Linked DNA regions of Mus musculus: regions 2, 3 and 4 are each linked to region 1. The links are chromatin contacts, called in public promoter capture Hi-C maps. All regions are on one chromosome and are shown on one strand. Each heading gives the region's core, a stretch centred on a gene start, on an enhancer-like site or on the middle of the called end of the contact. The rest is flanking DNA. Distances are from core to core; before and after follow the strand shown.

Region 1 (2,700 bases), core at 47-2,546:
TGCCCACAGGTGCCTCAGGAAGAAAAAGAAAAGAACAATCTAAAAATACATTTAGGACCCAGATTTAGCTCCCAAGGGGTTTGATTCCTTGAGTGACAAACTAAGACAAAGGTAAGGGCAAGAAAGCCGCAAGGAGGGCTGTGTAAGTCCTGGAAAGATAAACTCTGAGGAGCTACTGAGGATTTGTTGTCCTCACGGGTCATAGCTACAAACTGCTTGACCTTTCTTGGGAAACAGAAAGGAGAGCTGACATATGTTAGCCCGAGGAATCTGAGAGCAGCTGCAGCCAGCCAGATGTGAAAAAAAATACTGCATTTGGTTTTGGCTGGAGGTGCTGGGTGAGTAGTCAGGCAGGAGACATCCAAAAAGAAGTCGGAGATGATGGTGGCTTGGGTTGGGGGAAGGTATCATTTAACATCTCAGGGGAACACACAGATTGCCTAAAGAAAAGATCACTGGGTAAGAAGGATGTAGAGTGAGGTCTTGAGTAACATTCAATGAAGATAAAGATAAGTCCGTCAAAAAGCAAGTATGTCTTGGAAACGAGCGTTTCAAGATTATCCAGGAAGCAGGGGGAGAGAACGTTTTAAAAAAGAAAGAAAAAGATAAAACCCTCAACAACATTCATGTATTGTTAGGGACATTCAGATAGGAAACAGGGGAGGGGGGTGGATTAGTCTCTAAAGGAGCACTTAATTCATATGGGGGGGGGGAACAGAGCAAAGTGAGGAAGGAAGCAAAAGAAGTAATCTCCACATGGTAAATAAACAGAATGAAATGTTGATAAAGATCAACAGATCCTTAAGACGTATGTGTCAAGTGATTTCAGTTGCTAAATTCTTGCTCGTACAGTATTCGTACCAGTCAAAAATTGCTTGCGCTCTAATTATAAACACGTGGAAAACAAAATCAGTCCAGCACGGTCTCAGATTTCTGTCAGAAATGCTGGACACAATAACTTAGCATTCTAACCTAAATTGCAACACAAACAAACCTAATGCTGGACACAATTACTTCACATTCTGACTTAATAGCGACACAAGCAAGCCTAAGTGGGAAGGCAGGCACTTCAATCTGCCACCAAGCTTGTAAGACTAAAATGAACAGTTTTGCTTACCACACAAAGGATCTTGTATTTCTTGAGACTGTCTTTCTTAATGGGCTCCTCTGTGGCTAATGCTAGCCTGGAATCCATTGTTCCCGTAGCTGTGTAAACCTGTCTAGCCAGAAAATAAGGCTCTTTCTTCCCTCTGGGGAGGGAAAAAGGAACTGTCCTGCCTGCCCCAGCTGTGACTGACTTTTAAATCCGGGAGAAAAGCAGAGCTCTGTAGCGATTGGTCAATTGAAGAGGGAAAAGCCTTGTTAACAAACAGCGTTGCCCACAGAATAAAGTCCATTTCTCTCTCGGACATTGTGGACAGCAGTTCTTTACAGCTTTAGAAGTAATAATGCATACTAATCGGGATATGTAGATAGCAAGAATAGAATATTAATCACACTTATAAAAAGCTACTCATTTGTTTTGTTTTTGTCTGTGGAAAGAACTTGTGTCACTTCTTATCTCCTAAGCACCAGGATTACATCATGTGTCCCCCAATTTACAAATTGCTGGGAACTGAATCCATGGCTTCATACCAGCTGAGCTCCACCCCAGCTCGGTTGCTTTCTGGGTTTTGTTTCTGTTTGTGTGTTTGGCAGTATCATATACCATGTTAGTCAGAGTGGTTTTCCAAGCCCTCCTATCTCAATCTTCCAAAGGCTGACAAGAAGCCCTGTACAGGGAGTTTGTACATCCATATAGATGTCATGCTGCAGTTGCAAGCTAGTACATTTATTAAAGGACTGGAGGACTGGAGAGACAGCTCAGCAGTCATGAGCTCTTGCTTGCTTCTGCAGAGAAAGTTCAGATCTCAGCACCTCTGTCAGGCTGCTCAGCAGTTCCAGCTCCGGGGACCCGATTTCCTCCTCTGTCCTCCAAGGCCCCCTGCACTCATACACACACACACACCCCGCCCCCAACATACACACACACACACAATATACATTAAGTAATTAAAACAAAATAAAATGTGTTTGATTATAATAGAAATTCTGAAACTACTATAAAGATTTTTTTAATTATGAGAGGAGTGTATCTTACATTTTAGAATGTCTACAGTTTAAGAATTATTTTAAAGCAAACGACAAAATAGTATGTGTGGTGGTTTGATAGGAAGGGCTCCCATAAGCTTATATATTTGAGTGCTTAGTCACCAGAGAGTGGCGCTATTTCTAGGAATCAGATGGATTAAGAGGTGTAGTCTTGTTGGAAAAAGTGTGTCCCTTGAGGGTGGGATTTGAAGTTTCAAAAGTCCACTGTCTCCTCCCCCTCTTCCCCCACCCCCCTCTCTCTCAGTCTCAGTAGATAGATGGAGAAATAAATAGATAGATAGGTAGGTAGATAGATAGATAGATAGATAGATAGATAGATAGATAGATAGATAGATAGATAGAGGGATGGATAGATATATTCCTACCTATGGATCAGGATGCAAAACTCTCCAAAGCTACTTCTCCAGTACTGTCCAGTACTGTCTTCTCCAGTACTGTGCTCCCAGGCAAGATGATAATAGACTAACCTTCAAAAATATACCTAAGTCCACACTTACATGTTTTCTCTGATAAAAGTTGCCTTGGTCATAGTGTCTCTTCACATTGATA
Region 2 (2,700 bases), core at 170-2,669, 1.9 Mb after region 1:
GAATCAGACAGTCTCCCCTAGCCTCTGGGGCACCAGAACATTTGTAGCAAACACTTGGAGGGACACACAAACATGCAAATCAGTAACCAGCCCAACAACAACAGCAGCAGCAGCAGCAGCAGCAGCAGCAGCAAGGTATGGTTCTAAGAATAGCACTTGGGGACAGAAATAGGAAAATCTATGGTTTGAGACCAGCCTGGTCTACACAGAAAGTTCCAGGCCAGCCAGGGCTATTTCATCTAAATGTGTGTTGTGTGTGTGTCTCTGTGTGTGTGTGTGTGTAAAATAATAAAATATATATCAAGCAAAATGTTTCAATTGAGATTGTCACATATATCAAAGAGCAAGAATTTTTGTTTTTAATTTTTAGGACTAGGAAACCCAGAAAATGATTTTTTAAAACTGATGTTTGAACTTGCTTTTTTCAGTTGACTAAACAAGGCGGTATCTAGGTGGGCATCTCCTGGCACTTACTATCTTATTTTGGTCAAGATATTTCACCTGTCCACTGGCTATACTCTTTCTAATAATATTCTCTCTCTCTCTCTCTCTCTCTCTCTCTCTCTCTCTCTCTCTCTGTGTGTGTGTGTGTGTGTGTGTGTGTGTGTGTGTGTGTGTGTATCTGTGTCTGGCACAAGCTGGAGTATTCTTGGGCATACCCCCAACCCCACCACTGGAAAGTAATAGGTTCTCAGCAAATGTTGGAACTTCTTATTTTGACTATTAACTTTTTTTTTTTTTTTTTGGTTTTTCGAGACAGGGTTTCTCTGTATAGCCCTGGCTGTCCTAAAACTCTGTAGACCAGGCTGGCCTCGAACTCAAAAATCTGCCTGCCTCTGCTGGGATTAAAGGCCTGCGCTACCAAGCCCAGCTGACTGTTAACTTTTAACAGGCATTAGGTAGACAGTTTAAAGTTTATTTTTCCCAAATAGTGTTTGATTAAAAAAAAAAAAAAAAAAAAAAAAAAAAAAAAAAAAAAAAAAAGGTGTGCTTGATATTGCAGGGCACACAATAACACAGTATATTTTGTAGCGGAAAGCAAAGCCTTTCTGGTGGGCCAGATGGCATTGTGACCTTTGATTGGGCTTCTTGGTTTGGCTGTGGTGAATGTCGAATGCCTGAAGGGGTTAAGGAATGCCTTCCTTGAGTGATGCGAAGCAGCAGAAATAATCAGGTAGTAGTAACACATGGGGAAGGGAAAAGACTCTGTCCTAACCACGGTTTCCTCAGGCCCCCTTAACAACTGCTGCTGCTGCAGCGGCGGCTGCTGCAGCCTGGGATTGCCGGGTTTAAACAAAGCTGTGAGTCACACACAGCCTGTAACTGCAGGGCCAGGAAGCTCTGCGGGAGAGGCCACGCCTCTCTCCCTGTGAATCGCTGGCCCGGACAGGGGAGGGGCTGGCCCTTGCTAATGAGCAAGTTGGTCAGGCGAGACAGGAACTTCATTCCCCTCTGTGTCAGAATCCCAGAAATTATGCCCCTTCTCTCACCATGAACTGGCTATCGAGTTCCTCGGGAGTTGTGCTAACTGCTTACCACCCCAGCGGCAAGGACCAGGTCGCTGGGGACAGCCATGTAAAGGGAGGCGACGAAGCCACCTCCAGGTAAGGAGGAAAAACAAAAACCCTCTACCTGCCCAAGGAACAAAGTGACAGGGAAGTTGTCAAGAGCGGAGAGAATCACCTCTGTACTTGAAGCCTGACCTGACGCTGCAACATAGGCGGTTGGCTAGTTCTTTGCATCTCATTTACTCGAGTGCAAGAGCCCTTCTGGTTACCAGTGGAGGATGGGGGGAGTCGGGGGCGGGGGTGTGTGGGAGGTGACTCTGTGGCGCTCCGACCAGTTGCTTAGCAGGTGCATGTGCAAATACTGACTGATCAAATGACTGTATCGGAAACACTCTCTGGGAGATGGAATTCTTGAATGGGCTCAAAACGCCGCTGGAACTGTTAGCTGGGAAAGTCTGCCAAATAGCAGGGAGGCTGGTCACTCTTCTTGCTGTTTTGAGAGTGGCACCCTCCTCCTCTCTCTGAAAGCAGACCGCTTGGGCAAAATGCCCAAGTCAGTGGCCTGTGGCTGTGCTGTTCGCATTCTTCAGTGTGTGTAGATTACTCGCACAGCCAAACACACCCCTCCCTGCACTCTTGGGATTTCAAAGGGGAGTTTTTGTCAGCAGGCAGTAAGTACTCTGTTGGTAGAAGGAGCGTGGTTAATGTAAAATCACTTTATAGGCAGATAGGGCAAACGTTCTATAGACCATTGAGTCGCAGAGTCCTCTCTGCCTCTCTGTGTACTTTGTTCTGTTTTTCAAGGTTGGTTTTTCCCCTGCCTCTTCCTTTCTCGCCTTAATGACCTTCTCCCTAGCTGAAACCAGTAATCTCCAGTCTTAGATAGAAATTGCAAACATTGGCCTGGAAGATTGAAAAAAAAAAGTTATCAGTAAGTCCAATTCCATCTTGATATTAAAGGTGATAATGAACACTTTATTGTTCCTGGGTACTTCACGCCTGTGCCTTCCAAAGAAAAGAATGCCTTCTTTCATTGGTTTCCCAAATCCTTAACCGCGTGGGGCGTGTGAAAAATCAAAGGAAAGGTTAGACCTTGCCTGGGGAACTTTGCTTCTTACTTGTTGCCCTCTGTATGGAGGCCATTGGATAAACTCATTTCCAAAGTTCAAAGGGAGTGGTTGCTTTGGGGCTA
Region 3 (2,700 bases), core at 43-2,542, 1.0 Mb before region 1:
TTGGTGCTCAGCACAAAGTGCCTCCACCAGCTTGACATACATGGGCTCATCACAGTTGGATGCGAGCACACACAGATGGGCTTGGCGCCTAAAATGCAAAACTCAAAGGTGAAACCTTCAAGGGTCTTCACTGTGCTAGTAAACCTGACCACACAGGATTTACTGTACCAAACTGCAGACTAGCCATTCACTTTCCCTGTACAAACTTAGATACCAATACCACACATTATAATAGGAAACCTATTTATGGCCAAAGGAAACTATGACCACTTTCAGGGTATTTCCAACTTGAAAGCTGATCCAAAGCAGTCCTGTGCAGGAAGCACTGTAAATATTCACAACAGCATCCAAAATCACCTGACTTTACCTCAAACAGTAGAATACACGTGCATAAGCCTAATAAACCATGCATGTTCTCAAGTCTCCCGGATATAGCTAGATTTCCCCGACACCACAATATTGTCGTTTAAGTATTTGCAAACTAAATAATGATGCCCCCCCCTTTTCCATCTTCTAGCAAAACTACCGGACTATCTATCCCCACGAGCTACAGGTTTGTCAGACTAGCTGTTTCTCACCCATGAACGGGGTGAAGGGGTATCCGACAATTCAAGTCATCATGCAAACACTGTAGCTTTACAAAACTACTGCTCGTCATCCCCGATCCACACAGCAACCCACACATCCTAAGTGGGCTAGAGTTGATACCTTTTCCTAGGTTTCCTGCTGGCCGGATGACATTCAGAACTTTTGTGCTAACAGCATGAACTTCACGCTCTCTTCCCTTGGCTGCTGCAGTCTTTGTTCCGGCTGCAACACCCCACAGTATTGAGACTGAGACACGTACTTGTCTAAGGCTTTGGCAGCTTCGCGTATGCCACGTGCTAGGCCATCGTGGATGAGGGCGGTCTTCAGCACCTCTTGTAGAGCAGTGTTGACGTCCATTACACCTCCAGCAGCTATGCTGGAATGCAGACAGAGACGTTAGGACCCTCGGCAGGCTAGGGATGGGGAACTAGCATGGAGAAAAGCCCAGACCAGCGCCGCCCGCGGGAGGCCCACGCCCCACTCGCTCACCCTTCCTCGGCCATGGCGGTGAATCACGGGTGACGCCGAATCTTGAACGCACTGAAAGACAAAACATCAGTAAATCGCCCGTTAAGACCCAAGTACTTCACTTTTGAAGCCAAGGCGCAGTAGACACGCTATCGCCGGCGCACGAGCTGGGATCACACTCACCCCGAGCTTCCGCCTCCGCGCAAGTCGGCGGCGGCAGGGGAAAAGGCCGGCGGTGGCCGCATGACGGTATTTAAGCGCTCCGCTCGACTTCTGTGCGCATGTGCAACTCCTCCCACTAAAGAGGTGGCTCCGGTGGTGCCGTGCCTTAGGAGTTTCCACTTCCGCCTTTAGGAGCGTCCGTGGTAAGAACGCGGCTGGATTTCTAGCAGGCATCGCAGCGGGCAGCCTTTGCCCAGGGGGCGTGGACCACAGAGGTCCCACGATCCGCTCCTACGGAACACGAGAGGAGCCAAACTACTGCCGTTTTCTTCGCTGCTGAATTACTTTGTTTTAAGCAGTTTTTCCACGTCTTATCGTGAAGTTTCCTGTTGCCAATACTGGCCGATTAGGCTGAGTGTGTCCACATTTTGGTCCTTTGGTTTTTAGCCTCTCTGAGTGGCTGTGATTTGTGTATGATCACAAACCCCACTGCTTTGCAACGTGTTTAAGCAGACCTTGCGGCCAGGTCAGATCCCGGTCTGAATGCAACCGGTTCTGAATGAACATTTAGGTAATGACCCTAGTTTTTTTCCCGAGTCGCAGCTTCGCAGACACTGGATCCCTGAGGTACATGTTAAACTCTCACTGTGGATCTGTCACTAAATTCCACCGAGGATTCGGCTACCAGGAGTGGAACTCCAGAATCTTAAAGCCAGTTCCCGCCTACGCCGACAAATGCATTTTAATTTCGAAGGAATCACTCGCTCTTCTACTTCCAAAGCAAATACACAAGACATCTCTCTCAGAAGATATCCCCGAAGCCAACCAGAGCTTCTGATGGCCAACCTGGTGGATACAGTGATCATTGTCGGGCTCATGAATTTCATGAGGATATAAGAAAGTTGATGGAAGTTTTAGCTTTTCCAATAAACGTTTGGGTTTCACCCCTAAAGCCTCATGCTTGCTTCCTTACCCCTGCAATTCAAAAAAGTATTTAATAGGTGGTTAGTTTCTGTGGGCGTATTTCTGCCAGTGTCTATGGTGCTGTTTTAAAGATGAGAGACGGCGGACACTTAAAAGTCTGCATTTTAAAAGATAAAGCTAGTATTTTAGCCAAAGAGTAACATACCAGAATGCCACGGTGCTGGGGAGTGGAGATGATGTGGGAACGCAGGGGATTTGGAGTTTATGGCAGCATTTAAAAGAGGTTTTAACTAGAGTTCCAGCCAGGTAAGTGCAGGAAGAATATTCAGACAGGAAGAGAGAGCAGGAAGGCACACGTGCCTTTTGGCTGTTTTGGAAGTGATTTTGAAACATTACACAGTCGGAAAAGAATGTGGTTAAGTAGAGTTTAAGTAGTTTCCTTAGTATAAGGCTATTAAAAGTTAATGTGTCAAACCATACATAAGTTGCAAGACTTTCATCCCAGCACCTGAGAAGCAGAGGCAGGTGGATAGCTGTGAGTTCCAGGCTACCAGGAAG
Region 4 (2,700 bases), core at 105-2,604, 1.2 Mb after region 1:
AATGCATAGTGTTGGCGTGAACACGCAATTATTGCAAAACAATTAGTGAAGCAAATCTTACGAGTCCTTTCTTAGGCAGTCTGTGGGGAGGAGAGTCGTGCTGAAGCCTATAGACAATTACCCCTCTTCGTTTTGCTTATGCAGGTAGGATCACACTGAAATACTGATCTAGGGAACCCTGTTCACACTTTTGTCTACCATAAATTAACGCCGTAGACCCTCACAAAGATTGCTGACTCTGGAACCTTAGACAAAGGAGGGTGTAGCTCCAAGACGCGAAGCCAGGCGCTCTCAGAAGCCGGCTGCTCACAGGCTGCCCCGCACCACCTCTCCTGTACTCTGGAGACCAAGAAGTCTGGAACTGATGGAGGACTTGGTTCATTCCCCCAAACTTTGGGAGTCATTGTTTCCCCTAACTCTGCGGGCTAAAGCGGAGGGGAGGAGAAGGGGTTTCAGAAACCCGGGGTACAGCTGCAGGGCTCGCCCACCCACCTCTGCACGCCCCGCAGCACCCTGGTGGTCCACTCACCTGTCCTGAGCGCCTGGTCTCGGGGCTCCGGTGGCCTCTCCGGGCTCTTCGCTCTCACAGCTGTCGCGACAGCGTGCGCCTCCGGGGACCAGCGAGGGAGGCGGCGGGGTCGGGGGCGTCAGGAGGAATCTGGGCAGCTGCGGGCAGCCACGGTCTCACTCCCCATCCCCGTGGGGCTCCGGCTGAGGACGCGGTGCGGTCACCAAAGGAAGATGAGTCAGGCCGGGGTGCGGGCGCCCTGACTCGCGCATCTGGGGGACGCGGCCGCCGCCATCGGACGAGCGCAGCCCCTATCCTTCTAGGGTACCGGTGACCGAGGCCAGGGCAAAAGATCGCAGCTAAGGCGTCTCCGCCGCCGCCAAGAAAGACAAAAGGAATGCGGGGCTCGAGGGAAAGTTTTGGGCTTGGTTCCTGATGAATTCTAGCCCCCGAAGCCGCCAAGAGGAGGATCGGGGGCGAGGGCGGGACGGGCTTCCCGGAGCGTCGCCAGCAGCCGGGGACCCAGACGGTGCTAATCGCACCGCCGCCCACGACCCGTGGGAACTCCGCCGGCCCAGTCGCCAAGCTGTGCAAGAGCTGCGTGCAGGACCCACCCTTCCCCCCGGACCCCAACCCAGCTACCCGGCGCCCTGGCTGCAAAGTTGTACTTCTAGCGCCGGGATGGCGCCCATACAAAACCCATTTGGGGAACAAAGTACCGCTTCCAGGCGATCTGCTTCATCTGAAGGCCAGCGGGCGGAAGCGGACACACCCACTCGCTTCTCATCACCGTCGGACGCGAGTTCCAGAACGGGAGATACCTGCCCCTCCTGTCTCAATAAGAACTGGGGATCCCCGGCGGACTCTGTATTTTCTGGAAGAAGGATCCATAGGCCCCTCGGTTCCACGCCCCTCGGATGCTTTCTTATCAGATGCAGCCTGGGAGGGTCGGGGTCCCCCTGGCGGCTGCACGAGTGCTGTGCTAACAAAGTCAGACCTGGACCCCCAAGAGATACTGCACTCCTAGCCCTCAGAGGGTTTAAGCTGCTGGGAAGTTAGTTCCAGTAGAGCAGACTGGTTGGGAAGGGTTCTGGGCATGGGGTTGTGAGGGGCAGGGGCTAATTGTATCCTAAGATGATGAGTCTGAGGCTAAGCTCCAGATATCAAATCCAATGAAGGCTTCAAGTTACCAAAAATTATCAGTGAGAAAAAAAAAAACATGTCCTGTCCATAGAATGAAATAATTGAAATAATAGTCACGTGCAATTCTGCAAGGGACCAAAGCGCCCACTCTGGCTGAAGATCAAGTCAGTAAATAAAGTTTCGTATTCAAATTACTGCGTTGGAGTGTGCAGTGTACAGCAACCGTAGCTGAGCTATGGTTTTGTAAATCCATGAGTTTCTTGGATTTTTTTTTTAACTCATAGGCAAGAGGCAAATATTCTGCTCTGGTGTGTATCTATTTCAATGTGTCAGCTACTGGATTCTGTGGGGAAAAAATCTAGACTCAAGAAAATAAGGCAACCCGTAGAGGCCAGACAGGTCATTAAGATGACACTGGCAATGGAGAAAGACTGTAAAAACGGGCAATAGTGGTTTTAAAAAAAAAATCTTGCTTCAGTATGGAGGTTAAATACTTTTTCTGAAATTTCAGGACCAAATGCTTAAAAAAAAAAAAAAAAGAAAAAAAGAAAGAAAGTAGATGGGATGGGGTAGGAGAAATGAGTCACCTTGTAAGCCATCTGTGGTTTTCTTTTCCTTCCACCTTCATGTGGCTAGTTCTCTTGGCCCAAAGCCATTTGATCAGTTCTCTGAGGTTTTCTAGCACATTTGTCAAGGAACCTTATTAATCGTGTGAGCCTAGTAAGGTTCTACTCGTTGTACAAGAATGCCCTGACTCTTCCTTTCTCCTCAAAGCTCCCAAGAGAACACACTTCCTAGCAAGCCTTCCTGACTTGTAAAGGGGTGGGTAATAGGTTCCTCCCATCCTGCTCTTTTAATGTAGCACAGTGTCTACAATGTACAGGGAAACATTTAAAATGGCAATCCAGACATCACAGGCATCACATGTCCAGGCAGTCTTCAAAGAGAGGCTGATGAGGAAAGACTTCGGGAAAAGATCTAGACTCATTCTTATCACCACTGATCACAATTACCAATCTGAACTTATATTCCAGTTATTCAGTCAAAGA

The links. Promoter capture Hi-C pulls out the DNA fragments that hold promoters and counts their contacts.
Region 2: a contact with region 1 is called in a promoter capture Hi-C map of pre-B cells, with 8 times the contacts expected there. The contact joins the promoter of Arhgap18 here to the promoter of Enpp3 in region 1. A contact is called at or near these places in 3 of 39 promoter capture datasets (hippocampal neurons, liver and pre-B cells).
Region 3: a promoter capture Hi-C map of pre-B cells shows a contact between it and region 1, with 6 times the contacts expected there. The contact joins the promoter of Rps12 here to the promoter of Enpp3 in region 1. A contact is called at or near these places in 2 of 39 promoter capture datasets (liver and pre-B cells) and 1 of 115 datasets of contacts at active chromatin or transcription factors (embryonic stem cells).
Region 4: a promoter capture Hi-C map of hippocampal neurons shows a contact between it and region 1, with 6 times the contacts expected there. The contact joins the promoter of Tmem200a here to the promoter of Enpp3 in region 1. A contact is called at or near these places in 3 of 39 promoter capture datasets (the C10 cell line, hippocampal neurons and maxillary cranial neural crest).

What each region holds. Positions count from the first base shown.
Region 1 is chr10:24,834,899-24,837,598 of GRCm38.p6, forward strand. Enpp3 (ectonucleotide pyrophosphatase/phosphodiesterase 3) reads right to left here and starts at 1,297. Exons shown (of 25, transcript NM_134005.2): 1 at 1,118-1,297. The coding sequence starts at 1,195.
Region 2 is chr10:26,771,093-26,773,792 of GRCm38.p6, forward strand. It overlaps Arhgap18 (Rho GTPase activating protein 18), which reads left to right and starts at 1,420. Exons shown (of 15, transcript NM_176837.2): 1 at 1,420-1,604. The coding sequence starts at 1,492.
Region 3 is chr10:23,785,917-23,788,616 of GRCm38.p6, forward strand. Rps12 (ribosomal protein S12) reads right to left here and starts at 1,293. Exons shown (of 6, transcript NM_011295.6): 1 at 1,240-1,293; 2 at 1,078-1,128; 3 at 848-964; 4 at 1-88. The coding sequence starts at 1,091. It overlaps LOC115487513 (a small nucleolar RNA gene), which reads right to left and starts at 627; the gene lies at 554-627.
Region 4 is chr10:26,077,609-26,080,308 of GRCm38.p6, forward strand. Tmem200a (transmembrane protein 200A) reads right to left here and starts at 1,355. Exons shown (of 3, transcript NM_001358814.1): 1 at 1,228-1,355; 2 at 530-711. Gm9767 (predicted gene 9767) reads left to right here and starts at 647. Exons shown (of 1, transcript NR_028030.2): 1 at 647-1,839.